Linked DNA regions of Mus musculus: all the other regions are linked to region 1. A link is a contact called in public promoter capture Hi-C data. All regions are on one chromosome and are shown on one strand. Each heading gives the region's core, a stretch centred on a gene start, on an enhancer-like site or on the middle of the called end of the contact. The rest is flanking DNA. Distances are from core to core; before and after follow the strand shown. Region 1 holds the start of Tipin (timeless interacting protein). Region 2 holds the start of Pdcd7 (programmed cell death 7). Region 3 holds the start of Clpx (caseinolytic mitochondrial matrix peptidase chaperone subunit).

Region 1 (5,162 bases), core at 1,501-4,000:
CATTGCACTGGTGTGTGCAATGCCCCCAGAGGTCAGAAGAGGGCATCACACCTCCTGGAACTAGAGTTATAGGTGGTTGTGAGTAGCCATGTGGGTTCTGGGAACAGAACCTAGGTTCCCTGAAAGTGATGAACCAACCTGCCTCCATCTTAGACTTAAAAGCCATCTTATAGTAACGACAAACTAGGCCCACTCCTGTTTATAACTAGGCTGGCCTTGAACTCAGAAATCCACTTGCCCCTGCCTCCTCAGTGCTGGGATTAAAGGCCCGGCTGACCTGTAATCTTAACTACAAATGGTTTTGCACTTCCTGTTCCAGGAACAACCATCTTGCAATCCTTCCTTTGGTTCAAAAAGCTGGGCTGGAGAGATGGCTCAGTGGTTAAGAGCACCAACTGCTCTTCCGAAGGTCCTGAGTTCAAATCCCGACAACCACATGGTGGCTCACAGCCATCCGTAATGAGATCTGATGCCCTCTTCTGGTGCATCTGAAGATAGCGACAGTGTACTTGGATATAATAAACAAATCTAAAAAAAAAAAAAAAAAAAAAGGTTAAGTCAACCTTGTATGACCACCTTGTAATTATGTCTGTGTGTCAGGAGGGCGATACGACTAACGTGTCATGCGTCATGCTTATGTTCTCCTCCTGTAACCCTGCCTATTTCCTCACCAACCCCCTCCATTGGAAACACTCACCCCAGAGCTTTAAAAACCCTGTCTTCCTCACGCCCAAGGCTGATCTCTTGATCCCCGCTTTTAGGTGTGCAGGAATAAAGAAAAAGCTTGCTTTAATTAATTTGGCCATGATGATTTGGGTCGGTGTTCTTTCTCCTCCAATCTTTGGAGTTAACACAGGAGCACGAGATACTCGTAACTGTTGAGCAATCTTTCCAGCCCCACCCAGCTCTGCTTTTATTTTGTATGTGGGTGTGAGGTACAGAATCAGGAGGTGAGCACTGGTTGCTTCCCTCACAATCTCATTGTTAAAAAAGACTTCCTGTGGGGCTGGAGAGATGGCTCAGTGGTTAAGAGTGCCGATTGCTCTTCTGAAGGTCCCGAGTTCAAATCCCAGCAACCACATGGTGGCTCACAAACATCCATAACGAAATCTGATGCCTTCTTCTGGAGTATCTGAGGACAGCTATAGTGTACTTACATATAATAAATAAATAGATCTTTAAAAAATACTTTTATATGTATGGTTGTGTATGTAATACATATATGCCTGTGTACATACATACCCATGCATAAATAAACCTACATACATAAATAAACCATATATGCATCTATACATACCCATAACTACATGAATAAACCATTCATATTTACATACATATCCACACATATAAACATACATACATAAACCATGATATACATACATAAATCTACAGAGTGCTTGGTTCTCTGGAGGTCAGAAGAGAGCCTCAGATACCCTGGAATCATACACGGCTGTGTCACTATGTGAGTGTACTAGAGTCCCCTACATGAGCAACATGTACTCTTAATGGTTAAGCCATCTGTATGTCTCAGCCCCCCCCCCCCCCCTTTGAGACAGGGTCTCTCACTGTGCCTGGAACACATCAGTTAAACCTGGCTGGCTGGCTAGCCAGCTGGAGGAATCTGATTTTTGCCTTCTCAGAATCGGGATTCCGGGTAATATCAAGCTGTTTTTTAACCTGGGTATTGGAGATCTGAACTCAGCTCATCATGCAATGTGGGGGAGTCCTTTACCCTCTGAGGGATCTCCCCAACCCTGCCCTCCCTTTTTGTTGTTTGTTTTGAAACAATATCTCACTGTGTAGCACTGGATGGCCTGGAACTCCAGGGATCTGCCTAAGATTAAAGGTAAACACTGGATCCAATACTTTTTTTTTTTTTTTTTTTTTTTTTGATTTTTCGAGACAGGGTTTCTCTGTGTAGCTCTGGCTGTCCTGGAACTCACTTTGTAGATCAGGCTGGCCTCGAACTCAGAAATCCACCTGCCTCTGCCTCCCAAGTGCTGGGATTAAAGGCGTGTGCCACCTCGCCCGGCCGGATTCAATACTTTTAAAGAAAACAGGGAACCCTCCTTTTTTTGTTGTTGACATATTTCTTTTTTCTTTCTTAAAGATTTATTTTATGTATGTGAGTACACTGTAGCTGTCTTCAGACACTCCAGAAGAAGGCATCAGATCCCATTACAGATGATTGTGAGCCACCATGTGGTTGCTGGGGAATCGAACTCAGGACCTCTGGAAGAGCAGTCAGGGCTCTAGTCACTGAGCCCTCTCTCCAGCTCTTGACATATTTCTTTGGGTCTACACGTCTAACCCTAACTACAAACTACAATCTTTTCCTCATATCTTTATTTAATTAACAAAATTCATAGTCGTGGCATTTTGCTATTCTGAAGATGCAGTAATTTTCCAGCCAAAGTTGTTTGACACTACGTTTTACTCCTCTACAAATCAGTTTTCTTTTCTTTCTTTTTTTTTTTTTTCTCGTAGACGCTGGCCTGGAACCTGTGGCGATCCTCCTACCTCAGCCTCCGAGTGCTGGGATTCCAGGCGTGCACTATTATGCCTGGCTTCCATCGTTCGTGTTCTAAACCCGGAGACCTATTTCTGGAGCTAATAAAGCGCCCAGAACTCATTGCCGTCCCAGACATTCCGGATGGGTAGGCGGGCTTCCGAGCGCGGTGGGCGGGGCTCAGACCCTTAGGCTCCTCCCACGCCTCTTCGCCTACCCTTGGCGCCAAATTTCTCAGCTTGTCTCGCGGAGCCGAGTCTCGCGAGAAGCGGTGTTGGCGCGCTTGGCGGCGGCCGCTGTCTAGGTGAGGTGAGACCGGTTTCTGTGAGCGCAGATTTTGGAAGTGGAGCCCGCGTTGCAAAGGCGGCGCGGGGCGCGGGAGATGGGGTCTCACCCAGGAGCCAGGCGGAAGCGGGGCTGAGGAGGAGCGGGCGGAGCGGGTGGGAGGCGCCGCGGGAGGATGGCGGGCCTGCACCGGAGCCGCGCGCACGGACCTAGCTGAGAGGGAGGCTGGGAAGCGGACTCGAGGGGAGGCGAGGGAGAGGTGACATCCCTAGGGCTGGCGCCGACGGTGGGACGAGAGTGAGGGTGGTGGGACTTCCTTTAGGGCGAGGAGCTCCTGTTTTGACAACTAGGGAAAACGGTAGGTTGGAAACAGGTCCGGGAAGGACTTGTGGATCGGATGTTGAATTTGTCACGCACACTGCTCTGGGAGTTTGAGGACCTGGAGGGGGAAAGAGACTTAACTCGTTAGTGTCTAAAACACGTGTGACAGTTGTCAAGGAGAGAAGGAAGGGCTGTGAACATCTAATTCTTTACAAACACTGAGAGAAACCAGTTTACTGATAAGCCCCACTGTGCTTTTTTGGTTAATTGCTGGTTATTGTAGTTTTAAGTCCTGTTCTCAAACTCCCATTAGAATGGGATTGAGTGTACTAACTAGATGTTTTGAGGATTGGGGTGCTTGTTCTGGGCCTGGAACCCAGGCCAAGTGGTCCTAGGTAGAGTTATAATCTACCCTTGGTTCCCACATTTAAAGGTACTCAAAGACGTAGCGGTTTATTATCAGGAGCCAGTACTTTGTTTTTATAAATTTACGGTCACAAATTTAGAATTGGGGACAGCTAGTAAAGGCGATATAGTGCTGGGGAACAAGCCTTACTGAGTGTGATCCCTGGGTCTCATGCAAAGCTGGAAGGAAAGAATTGACTCTACCCACAGAGTCCTTTGCTACTTTGTGGATTCTTTCTTCCACCCTTCTCTACCCTTAATCTACCCTTTAGGCTCCCTAAAAAACGAGAGGATAGGGGGAAAAATGGCAACATTATCTTTACCCTGCAGATGAGGAGTGTCAAGTTCCTTGGGGCATGTTTGAGGCAAGGTGAGGACCTTGAGGATGTGTTATTTCTTCTCTTGCTCACCACTAAACAAAACCACAGCCAACAGCAAGCAGTCAATCCTGGCCTTTACCCTCTGAAAAGTCCTGAGGAAGCTATCTGCAGTTAGCAGAATCGCCGTTACAGCATTAGAGCTCAAGGCCTGTCATACCAGCTGCTGTGGGCAATCTGAAGCAGCCAATTCCCATACCAGGAGTTAAAATGAAGAAATAATATTTCTGTGCTTTTTTAAAAAAAAGATTTATTAATTTTATGTATGTAAGTATACTGTAGCTGCTTAGACACACCAGAAGAGGGCATTGAATCCCATTACAGATGGTTGTGAGCCACCATGTGGTTGCTGGGAATTGAACTCAGGACCTCTAGAAAAGCAGTCAGTGCTCTTAACTGCTAAGCCATCTCTCCAGCCCATTTCTGTGCTTTTTTTTTTTTTTAAAAAAGAAACCACCACTGGGCATGCCTTTAATCGCAGTACTTGGGAGGTAGAGGCAGGCGGATTTCTGAGTTCGAGGCCAGCCTGATCTATAGAGGTGAGTTCCAGGACAGCCAGGGCTACACAGAGAAACCCTGTCTTGAAAAACCAAAAAAACAAAACCCAAAAAAACAAAACCCACAATTCCAAAATTGTCATTACAGGTTGTCCTTTGACCTCCCCCGGTGGCACATAATGCACTCTTATTATACATACAACAAACATAAATTTAAAGAAGTAATAAATTTAGAAGTTTTGGGGATGTTTTAGACATGTCCTGAGTATAATATCTTTAGCTGTTTTTGTTTTTTAAGATTTTTTTTTTTTACATGAGTACACTGTCGCTGTCTTCAGACACACCAAAAGAGGGCATCAGATCCCATTACAGATGGCTGTGAACCACCATGTGGTTGTAGGGAATTGAATTCAGGACCTCTGGAAGGCAGTCAGTGCTCTTAACCACTGAGACATCTCTCCAGCCCATATTTTTAGTTTTAATTTAGGAAATTTTGAAGGTTTAAGAATGTGTATCTTGCTGGGCAGTGGTGGCTCACATCTTTAATCCCAGCACTTGGGAGGCAGAGGCAGTGAATTTCTGAGTTCAAGTCCAGTTTGGTCTACATATTGAGTTCTAGGACCTATACAGAGAAACCCTGTCTTGAAAAAACAAAACAAAACAAAAAACCCAACCAACCAAACAAAAAGAGTGTGTATCTTGGGGGATATGTACACTTGAGGCCAGATGTCAAAGCCCCTGAAGCAGTAGTTATAGGTATTAGTGAGC
Region 2 (5,162 bases), core at 1,594-4,093, 1.1 Mb after region 1:
CTTGTTTCTGCTTCAGCAAAAACATCCTCTCTTAAGAGTTTCCAGAAAAACATTACATGACACAACTAAGTCTCCAAAGAAATAGAAATTTCCAGTTCAGATATTTTTGTTGTTTGGTATTAAAAACACATTTAAGAGATTTAAAATATTTCAAGTAAATTCAAAGAGTTACTACAGTTCAAACTTTGATTTCTAAATATCCAAGAGCTGGTGTGTTTTTGGAGATAAGATAAAATATTTGAGCAGGGCTATGGTAGATCGTGCCTTTAATCACAGCAGAGGCAAGTAGATCTCTGTAAATTAGTAGTTTTTTAAATTCTAGATTTAGTGAACAAGGTGGCGGTGGTACATGACTTTAATCTCCCCCAGGAACAAAATGATCAAACAGAAGTATAAATTCATTTTATGGGATCCTGTCAGGAATAATACTAATAAAACACAGATAGATAAATCTCCAGTTCTGATAGCACACTGTGCTTTCTGAGCCTCCTTGTGAGTGCACTCCTGGATTAGTGAACACACACACACACACACACACACACACAACTCTTTTAGTATGTGAATTAGTGATAACTGAGATTTCAGAAGGTGGATTAAGGGATAAAAATGGTGTGGTTCTAAAAGGGAAAATGCACTGCAGCTTTGTAAGATGTTGCAAGTTGGGAAACCAGGATAAAGGACACGCAGGCTCCTTTGTATTGTTTCTTACAGCTGAATGTGAGTCTTAAGTTTATACCAAAGAAGTTTAACTTTTTTAACTAATAAGATGGAAGGATTTCCCTTTACAATTCTGGCTTATAGCCATTAGTCAGTTTTCTTTCTTTCTTTCTTTCTTTCTTTCTTTCTTTCTTTCTTTCTTTCCTTCTTCCTTTCTTCCTTCCTTACCTTTCCCTTCTTTCCTTCCTTCCTTCCTTCTTTTCTTTTAAAACATGACACCCTGGAGCCAGGCAGTGGTGGCTCATGCCTTGAATCTCAGCACTGGGGAGGCAGAGGCAGACAGATCTCTTTGAGTTCGAGACCAGCTGGGTCTAGGGAACCAGTTCCAGAACAGCCAGAAGATCAAAGCAAATCAAAGATATTGAAAGAAAGATGAAATTTCAAGACCTGTATGTCATATAAAGTACTCAGAAATTGCTGGTTGTTTGTGAGCCTAGAGGCTGCCTGGGGCTGAGAAAAAAGAAAAACAAACCCGGGCATGCCCCATAGTTAAAACATTCCTGGGAACAGCTTGACCATAAAGATAAAGAGGAATGTGAGGACATAACAGGGCTATCTGAACTGAGTCAACAACTCATAGAACTCTGACATCCTGCACGTACATGTAATTTTTCTGCTGATGTTTGAATAAGCCAATAGCATGTCGCTATGCTGAATTCCACACCCCTAAGCTCCTTACCCCATAAAAACCCCTAGCTTTCGAGCCTGTGGCCAACATCCGTTATCTCCTGTGTGGGATGCATGTTGGTCCGGAACCCCATCATTAAACTACCTTGTGTGTTTACATCAAAGACGGTCTATTCGTGATTTTTTGGGTTTTGGGTGCACACCAAATCGGGAATTGAGTGGGGGTTTCCCCACTAGGTTCTATCAATATGACATATGGACACTGTAACATCTATCTCTCCAAGACCACCTAGCTTCTCTTTGTGTTTCTGTGTTTTACACCCTGCATTCTTTCGACCCCCAGCAGACATACTGCAAATCACTAGTACCTGCTGCTTCCATCCTGTGTTCCTCTCATAACTTTTTGTTGTCTTTCAGATCTTAGCCGGAGCTTCAGACCGTGTCTCTAGTCCCTCTAGAACGTTAACAATCATCAGGATTTCTGAATTCAAGACTGAATTGGAGAGGCCAAACCTACTCCATCTTGGGACCAGCCTCCATCTTCAAGAAAAGAAAAAAGCAGAACTCAAGCTGCACCAAAATACCAGAAAGGACCCCATGGCTTGTCCTTGGCCAGAGTTAATCCCTAGCTACTTCCTAGCAACAGTTAATCAAAGATTAGTTTGATTGTTTCAGATGTACTTTCAAACTGTTTGTGATCAAATGCACGATTCAGGGCACCCAACTATTGGCTTATAGTCATTCTATTAGATGCTTGCCAGACTGGACAACCCCTCCCTCGCTTTGAAAGAACCTAGTGGGGAAACCCCCACTCAATTTCCATTCGGAGCGCACCCAAGAATCACGAACAGACAACCATCTTGATGTAAAAGCATGAGGTAGTTTAATGACGGAGCTCCGGGCCGACATATATCTCCCTCAGGAGACAGAGGTGTCGACCACATGGTGGAGCCATAATGGCAGAGCTCCGGTTCGAAACGTATCTCACACAGGAGACAGTGGTTTCGACTCTGACGCTTGGAAGCTAGGGATTTTTATAGAAAAGGGATGGGGCTGGGGGAGGAATTGGCGAGGTTTCACATGATTGGTTCATTTAAACATCAACAGACTGTCAGAAGGGCGGGAGATAGGGGGGCATGTCCTGGCCTGTTCTGCTATGTTCTCAGCCCCAGGTTTCAAAGCTCACAAACAACTCTTTGGGCTATTTGACATAAATTACATGAATCACATGTCTCAAGTTTTATTTCCTTTCAGCTTTTATTTTTCTATAAAAACTTGTTCTACTGAGGGTTCAGGGCTGCTCCGCCTTCTCTTTCTGTCCTGCTGTGTTAAGGTCGATTTGGAGGAGAGCCCGAGCCTGAGCCCGAAATAAACCCTAACATCGGAGACGGATCCTTGGTGGTTTGGGAAGGTTCAAGCTTCCTGGCACGACAAACCAAGGTCCTGCACTACGCCTCGCTTCCGGGAAGTGAGTCAAGCACCGGTCGCACGTTATACACGTCACTTCCTCCTGGAACCCGGATAAAGAAGTTCCCAGATTACTGTCACTGCTCCCAACCGCTGCACTACAGACATGGCTCTGCCACCTTTTTTCGCCCAGAGCCGTCAGGGACCTCCCCCTCCGCAGCCACCGCCTTCCGCTCCATTCGGCTGTCCGCCCCCGCCGCTGCCCTCTCCGGCTTTCCCGCCGCCCCTTCCCCAGCGACCCGGCCCCTTCCCGGGGGCTTCCGCCCCCTTCCTCCAGCCTCCGCTGGCCCTGCAGCCCCGCGCGCCAGCCGAGGCCTCCCGCGGCGGTGGCGGTGGCGGCGCCTTCTTCCCGGTGCCACCCCCACCGCTGCCGCCGCCGCCGCCGCAGTGCCGGCCCTTCCCGGGGCCCGACGCCGTCGAGCGTCCACGGCCACCGCCTCCAGGTCCCGGGCCGCCCTGGAGCCCGCGCTGGGCGGAGGCGCCGCCGCCGCCCGACGTGCTCGGAGACGCGGCCCTGCAGCGCCTGCGTGATCGGCAGTGGCTGGAGGCGGTGTTCGGGAACCCCCGGCGGCCCGGTGGCCTCCGGACCCCGCGCACACCCGCCGGGCCCAGCCTGGGTGAAGTCCGCGCGCGGTTGCGTTCCGCTTTGCGTTTGGTGCGGCGGCTACGCAGCTTGGGGCAGTCCCTGCGCGAGGCTGAGGCCGACGGAGCAGCCTGGGCCTCCCTGCACGCTCAGGCGGCGCCACTACGAGCGGAGCTAGCGGAGCGGCTGCAGCCGCTGGCCCAGGCCGCCTATGTGGGCGAGGCGCGACGGAGGCTGGAGAGGGTCCGGCGCCGCCGGCTGCGGCTTCGTGAGAGGGCCCGGGATCGGGAGGCTGAGCGGGAGGCGGAGGCCGCGCAGGCCACGGAACGGGAGCAGGAGATTGACCGCTGGAGGGTGAAGTGCGTGCAGGAAGTGGAGGAAAAGAAGCGGGTGAGAACCAGTATGCGCTCGGTGGTTGGAGCTGTGGTGTCTGGAACTCGAATCTGCGTGCTAGTTAACTTGTATGCTTATCCGCGAAAGCTAGCCTTTGCCACTTCTTTGCTCTGTATTCCTTGTTGACGATGTGTGGTGCATAAAACTCTAGAATTTGGACTATAAAGTCCCTTAAACACGCGACAGGTTTACACTGGTGCATTTCTGGGAGGACACACCTCTTGTGTCCTGCTTCAAAGTTGGATCCACTTACTGAAGATGCAGAGCAGTATCTTTTATACTGTCCTAAAGCATGCAAATGTAGAGGACTTGGACCACACCTAGAAACCTTTATAACATAATTGGCTGATGAGGTTGATAATAGTTCTCTCCCGGGTTCATTTGTTTTGGTTTGATACTATGAATACCAGTGTATCCGGTGGAGTGGGTCTGTCTGGATCAGGTGTTTCCAGGTACTTGGCCTCTTACTCAAATGATTGAATTAAGGACTCACACAAAATTGTAAAAATAGCAGGAAAACTATATTCAAAAACAATGCAGTAAGTAGCAAGTGCAGATTAGAAAGGAAAACACTGTCAACAGATTGGCAGCCACAAGGCCCATGAGATACTCCGGTTATTTTTGGAGAGTGTGCATAGCCCGGTCCCACTGGTCTCTCAGGTTGCTGTGCTGTTTTGTCCATGCCTTCCTTACCCCTGTTCAGTACTCATATCTATAGTAGACACTACACTAGTGTCCTGCACACAATCCCGAGGAATTCATTACCCTAATTTTACAGACTGAGACTTAAAGCAGCTAACTTGACAGCAGTCACACAAGCCTGTATACCAATATTACCTCAGATTTAGTCCCAAGTTGTATGACTTCAAAGCTTGTCTGTCTCATGTTCTTCAGTAGAACCCGGGAGAAAGTAGGATTTGCCAAGTGTAGGTTGAAGACATCCTCATTTCCTTTGAATGCTATTACTATTGTTATTGTTGTTTCAGAGTTATTTATTTTGGGTTTTGTGATTGTTTTGCCTGTGTGTGTATGTGCACTGCATATGTGCCTCCTGCCTATGGGGTCAGAAGAGGACATTGGATCCCCTGGAACTAGAGTTACAGATGGTGATGAACCATCTGTATGGGTGCTGGGAATTGAACCCTGGTCCTTTGTAAGAGTCACAAGTGCTCTTAATTGCAGACCCATTATTCTAGTTTATATATATGTTAGTTTTATTTATATATACATATATTTGTTAGTTTTTGAAAATATAATTACATAATTTCCCCCATTCTCTTTCTTCCCTCCAGCCTCTCAATGCATCTCCCTTGTTCTCTCTCAAGTTCATGGCCTCTCTTTCTTTACTTATTGTTACATGTATACATAAATACAA
Region 3 (5,162 bases), core at 1,131-3,630, 1.0 Mb after region 1:
CCTGGTTTGTTTTAAAGACTTAAGTGGTTTTTCCAGTGAGCCCTTCCTTTTCAGTAAGTGTACTAAAGGGCTATGATTCATGGACTATCTCACTGGGCTTATGAAAATGTAATCATACGGTAGAAATGTTGACAATTCAGGGCCTGCTAGCACAAGTGGGTAAAAAAAAAGTAATATAAATTATTGACCTATATGCTTTTTCTGGACTCAACTCAGTCCTAATATGTGGGCACAATCTTTGCTATTGTTTGGGTCACTGATTCAGCAGAAGCCAGGAGAATAACTTTTTTAGTAATTACAACGATGATGAGTGTTAGTTAATACTTTCATATCAAAAGGAGGAGGTAGTAGTGCTGAAGAGATGGCTGCTCTTCAGAGGATCTGGGCTCTTTCCCAGTACCCACATACAGGGCTGCTCACAACTATCTAGTTCCAAAGGATTTGACAGCATCTTCTGGCCTCCTTGGACACTCTATGCACATGGTGCACATACAATGTAGGCAAAACACCCATATACATGATTTTTTTTTTTTTTTGAGGCAGGGTTTCTCCATGCAGCCTTGGCTGTCCTGAAGCTTGAGCTGTAGATCAGGCTGAGCTTGAACTCAGAAATCCACCTGACTCTTTAATCCCAAGTGCTGGGATTAAAGGCATGTACCACCATCACCTGGCTTTGCTGCTTGTCTTTTTAAAAAATATTTTTAGAACTGGAGATATGACTCAGCATTTAAGAGCACGTTGCTCTTGCAGAGGTACCAGGTTCCCATCACCCACATGGTGATTCACAGCCATGATTAACCCTAGGTCCAGGGGATTCAACAGGCACACTTGTGATGCACTCACATTCATGCAGGCAAAATGTTCCTATGCATGAAGCAAAGATTTTTAAAAAATGTGTGTGAAGCCGGGAGTGGTGGAACACGCCTTTAATCCCAGCACTTGGGAGGCAGAGGCAGGCGGATTTCTGAGTTCGAGGCCAGCCTGGTCTACAGAGTGAGTTCTAGGACAGCCAGGGCTACACAGAGAAACCCTGTCTCGAAAAAACAAAAACAAAAAAACCCATAACTTCTCTTTTTGGGCGGGAGAAGCCAGAGACAGCCCTCTTGGTTTGCTCACAGCATCCATGGAGGGAGAGCTTCTGAGAGAGTCTAAGAACACAGTTGGAAAGCAACATACTGAGAGGACTTGAGTCTCTCCTCACAACTGTATTCCTGGATGCAGCTGAAGAAGGAGTGGGTCTTAGTGAAGAAAGACAAGAATTCTCTTTCATCTCTGAAACTTTACCATGAGGTGTTACCACGAGTCAGCTCTCTAAGAAAGAACCCTGTAGTAGTATGAACCACCTGGAATTCCCCTTCTGTGAGCTAGACCCGGGGAACTGGAAGTCACTTTTCTGGCTGGAGATTGACGCTGGTTAATGTAAGTGAACTGGTGTTGATCCTGGCTTAATTCTCTTTCCTCACAGTTTCTGTCTAAAGGTTCCAGCAGGGTGTGGTACAACTCGGTAGTCTCATCTAGAGGTGGGAGCACAGGCATCAGATGTTCAGAGCCATTTTCAGCTACAGAACAAGTTCCAGGCCACCTAGCAATTTGGCGGCTAGAGTTGATGATATATATATAATTACTCTGGCATAAATTCCAAACCAAACCCAAATAAAACCCATATGGTGTTAGAGGCAGTACTCTTAAATTCGAGGTCAGCCTGGTCTACAGAGGGAGTTCTTGGACAGCCAAGGTTACACAGACAAACCCTCGCTCAGAAAACCAAAACAAAAATCCACACAGGCAACTAGCCCCGACTGAAAACTTTATCATCACAAAGCTTGAAAGAGCAAGGAAAGCTAGCTCTATCCAGCTTGTTGCTCGGAGTGGGAGTGGGATTAGGAGACCATTTCCATGCTGCAAATGAAACGAAACAGCGAACATAAAGGAAGCCAGGATATAGAGTCCATGAAGGAAGGAACTTGCCGAAGTGCAAGCGCCTGGTAGTTACTGTCTGTTTATAATTATTATGTGGGATTATGGTCTTTACCACTGAATTACATTCTTAGTTTTCGGATCACTTAAAAAAGATCCTCACCTTTTTGCGCTTTTATTTCCCCTGCTCCTAAGAAGCGTAGGGTCAACTCCCGACACGGCGCGTGTCTCTTTGGGTCTAAAACTTTTTAACATCCGAATAAAGAGACTTCCCGAGAAATTAGGCGACCGCAAAATTTTGGGTTCGCCGCTTGCCGTAGCGCGCTCATTGGTGCCCAGGTTACCGCCCCATTCTCTGGAATCACGTTAGTCTCCACGCATGCGCAGCGTAAACTCACGCCTCCTCCTGGGTCTAGGACGCAAGCGCGCGCACGCTCCCCGGCCGGGGTGGGCGGGGAATGGGGGAGAGTAGGGAGGGAGGGGAGGAGGGGAGGAGCCTACTCCGGTGAGTAGAAGGCGGTGGGACGCTGGGATCGTCCAGGCCTGGCTGCCTGGTGGGGAAAACGCTGCGCCAGCATAGAACCGACGGAAGGGAGCGGAGCCAGTCAGCGGAACACTCGCGCGACACGATCGGGTCGCTGAGCCCCCTCGATCCTCAGGGCGCGAAGCCCTGGCCTAGGCCCCGCGGAGATGTCCAGTTGCGGCGCTTGTACCTGCGGCGCTGCGGCCGCCCGGCTTCTCACCACTTCGCTCACCTCCGCGCAGAGAGGTAACGAAGTAGTCCCGAGCCGGTGCCCGCTCTGGGCTCTCGGCGAGTGAACCTGTGGGGATCCCGGGGGGAGAGGAGGGCTTGAAGGCTGCGAGGCGCTACGAGCCTCTGGAGTACCTGGCTGTCGGATTGGAAGGAAACCCGGTGGGCTATCGCTGGCCTGTGAGCTCTCGGGCCTTCGGAGTTTGGGGGCTGGAATGAGGCCATCTCGCCTCAACTCAGGGAGAACAACCGAGTGCGACGCAACACTCGTTAAAAGTGTCCCCCGTGCAGCCCTTCTTGGGGCCTGTCACTTTTGGGGAGTCTGTGCCCGGTTGTCGGGCTAGTCGCCTGGACCGGCAGCGCAAGGGTGTCACTGACATTGTGCGGTCTCGGGGACGACAAGACGTAAACACAGCTCGCTGGCCTTCCAGATATTTGGGAAACTTGGGGTCCCAAGATATTTGGGAAACTTGGGGTCCCAAGAAAGCAGCGGGGAGGTGGGGCGAAAACGACCGCTGGAATTCCTGAAATACTTAAATTTAGCAACAGTCATTCGCCCGCTTCCCCAGCTTGACAGCTGGGATCAGCCTCTAAGAGTGGAGTGGCTCTTGTTTACTTTGCTTCTCTATTCATCAGGACCTGTGACAGAGTGCACACCTGCCAAGAGATTCCGGGAATGAAACCCGTTTTTCTTTCCCACAAGTCTATGCATATCAGATTGTAAGGCTAGGTCTTGTTAGGCTCTGAACTTACAGATGTCTTTTCATGACGATCCTTGGATCAATAAAAGCAGTTTTCCTTTTTTTTTTTTTTTTGACTAATTCTAAAATCATCATTGTCTACTAACTGTATAATTGGCAGTTTATAATACACATGAAATGGAGTAACATAGGCGGAAGCATTTAGTATTGACACGTAAGTGTAAGATTTAGTCTTAAAACATTGCCACACCTCAAGTAGGTGTCCCAGTTCCAGAGGTTTGATTTGTAAACACTGGAAAGAAACATAATTTTAATGTATTGTTTGACCTACATTCGTTGAGGGCTTAAGGTATTACAGTTTGGTACTAGGGGTATTAAATTCATCATGTTTAAATTTGGTTGACAACAGCATTAAAAAGGGTACGTGTTTTAGACAGGAGGAGTTCTTGATAAGATTTAGTCAAAGAATTCTAGCTTCAGCCCGGAGGTTATAGCACATGACTTTAGTTCCGGCAGTCTTTAGGCAGGGGCAAGCCAGGTCTCTGGAACTCTGTACACCAGTCTTGGCCTTGGATTCAGATTAAAGGCCTGTGCCACCACGCCCAGCTGATGTATATATTTTTTAAATGGACTTGACAAATGGGTTAGAAAGATAGCTCAGCAAATAAAAGTATTTGCTGCCCAGTCTGACAACCTGACTTCAACCCTGGGCCTATAAGGTAGAAAGAGAGATAGAGTCCTGTAAGTAGTAAAGAGCGGACAGACAGACTTTTTGTTTGTTTGTTTGTTTGTTTCAAGGCAGGGTTTCTCTGTGTAGCCCTGGCTGTCCTGGAACTCACTCTGTAGACCAGGCTGGCCTCTGCCTCCCAAGTGCTGGGACTAAAGGCGTGCGCCACCACTGCCAAGCTAGATTATTTGTAAAGTTTTGTAGATCCTTAGTTCAAAATGAAGAATCCAGGTAGGATCTGGGACTCAAGGCCAACATCAGCTGCATAGAGAGTTCACATTAGTCTGGATGACATGAAAACCTGTCTCAGAAAACAAAAAGTTAGGTATGGTGTTGGCTCATGCTAATAACCTCCACACTTTGGAGGGTTGCCATGGTATTTAAGCCAGTCTGTGCTATAAAGTGAGAGCTTATCACCCAAAAGAAAAAAAATCATTTAAATATGTTATATATAATATATATACATATATATATTAAAAGCTGAATAAGTTGTGACTGGAGATACTGCTCCAAAGAGAACTGACTGCTCTTCCAGAGAACCTAAGTGCAATTCGCAGTACCTGTATGGTAACTCACACCATCTTTACACTTCTAGGGATCTTAACACCTTCTGGCCTTCATAGGCACACATGTGGTAACAGATATACATGCAGATAAAACACCCATACACAGTTTATAAAATTTAAAAAGTAAATTACATCATTGTTTCACTATGTAGCTGATGCTTTCCTGGAACTCACTGTGTATTTGAGTTGCTGTCAAACTCGTGGTCCTCCTGCATCAGCTGTGGACCACTCTTTATATTTCTGTTTTTGCCATAGTGGGACATTGAACCAAGGGCCTTACACATGCTAGGCAGGTGCTTGGTCCTTTAAGAATATTTTGTTTTGAGACAATGCTTCACCAAGTTCTCTTTGTAACCCTTGCAGGTCTTGAACTTGCCATTCTCCTGCCTCAGCCATCACAGCAGCTGGGACTCAGTTCTGAGTCACCAGGCCCAACTTTCTTCTACTTCCTAACAGCCTTAAATGTTCATTATTTTATTATTTTAGAAGGCAGCTGCTCT

Evidence for each region. Promoter capture Hi-C pulls out the DNA fragments that hold promoters and counts their contacts.
Region 2: a contact with region 1 is called in a promoter capture Hi-C map of pre-B cells, with 4 times the contacts expected there. The contact joins the promoter of Pdcd7 here to the promoter of Tipin in region 1. A contact is called at or near these places in 4 of 39 promoter capture datasets (hippocampal neurons, liver and pre-B cells), 1 of 484 Hi-C or Micro-C datasets (B cells), 1 of 115 datasets of contacts at active chromatin or transcription factors (embryonic forebrain) and 1 of 9 other capture datasets (liver).
Region 3: a contact with region 1 is called in a promoter capture Hi-C map of erythroid cells, with 25 times the contacts expected there. The contact joins the promoter of Clpx here to the promoter of Tipin in region 1. A contact is called at or near these places in 3 of 39 promoter capture datasets (the HPC-7 cell line, erythroid cells and pre-B cells), 5 of 115 datasets of contacts at active chromatin or transcription factors (bone marrow-derived macrophages, embryonic hindbrain, large pre-B cells and 2 more) and 2 of 9 other capture datasets (adipose tissue and liver).

Annotation. Positions count from the first base shown.
Region 1 is chr9:64,278,835-64,283,996 of GRCm38.p6, forward strand. Tipin (timeless interacting protein) reads left to right here and starts at 2,751. Exons shown (of 8, transcript NM_001324557.1): 1 at 2,751-2,813.
Region 2 is chr9:65,343,225-65,348,386 of GRCm38.p6, forward strand. Pdcd7 (programmed cell death 7) reads left to right here and starts at 2,844. Exons shown (of 5, transcript NM_016688.2): 1 at 2,844-3,784. The coding sequence starts at 2,918.
Region 3 is chr9:65,291,880-65,297,041 of GRCm38.p6, forward strand. Clpx (caseinolytic mitochondrial matrix peptidase chaperone subunit) reads left to right here and starts at 2,381. Exons shown (of 14, transcript NM_011802.3): 1 at 2,381-2,686. The coding sequence starts at 2,608. It also overlaps the pseudogene Gm16218.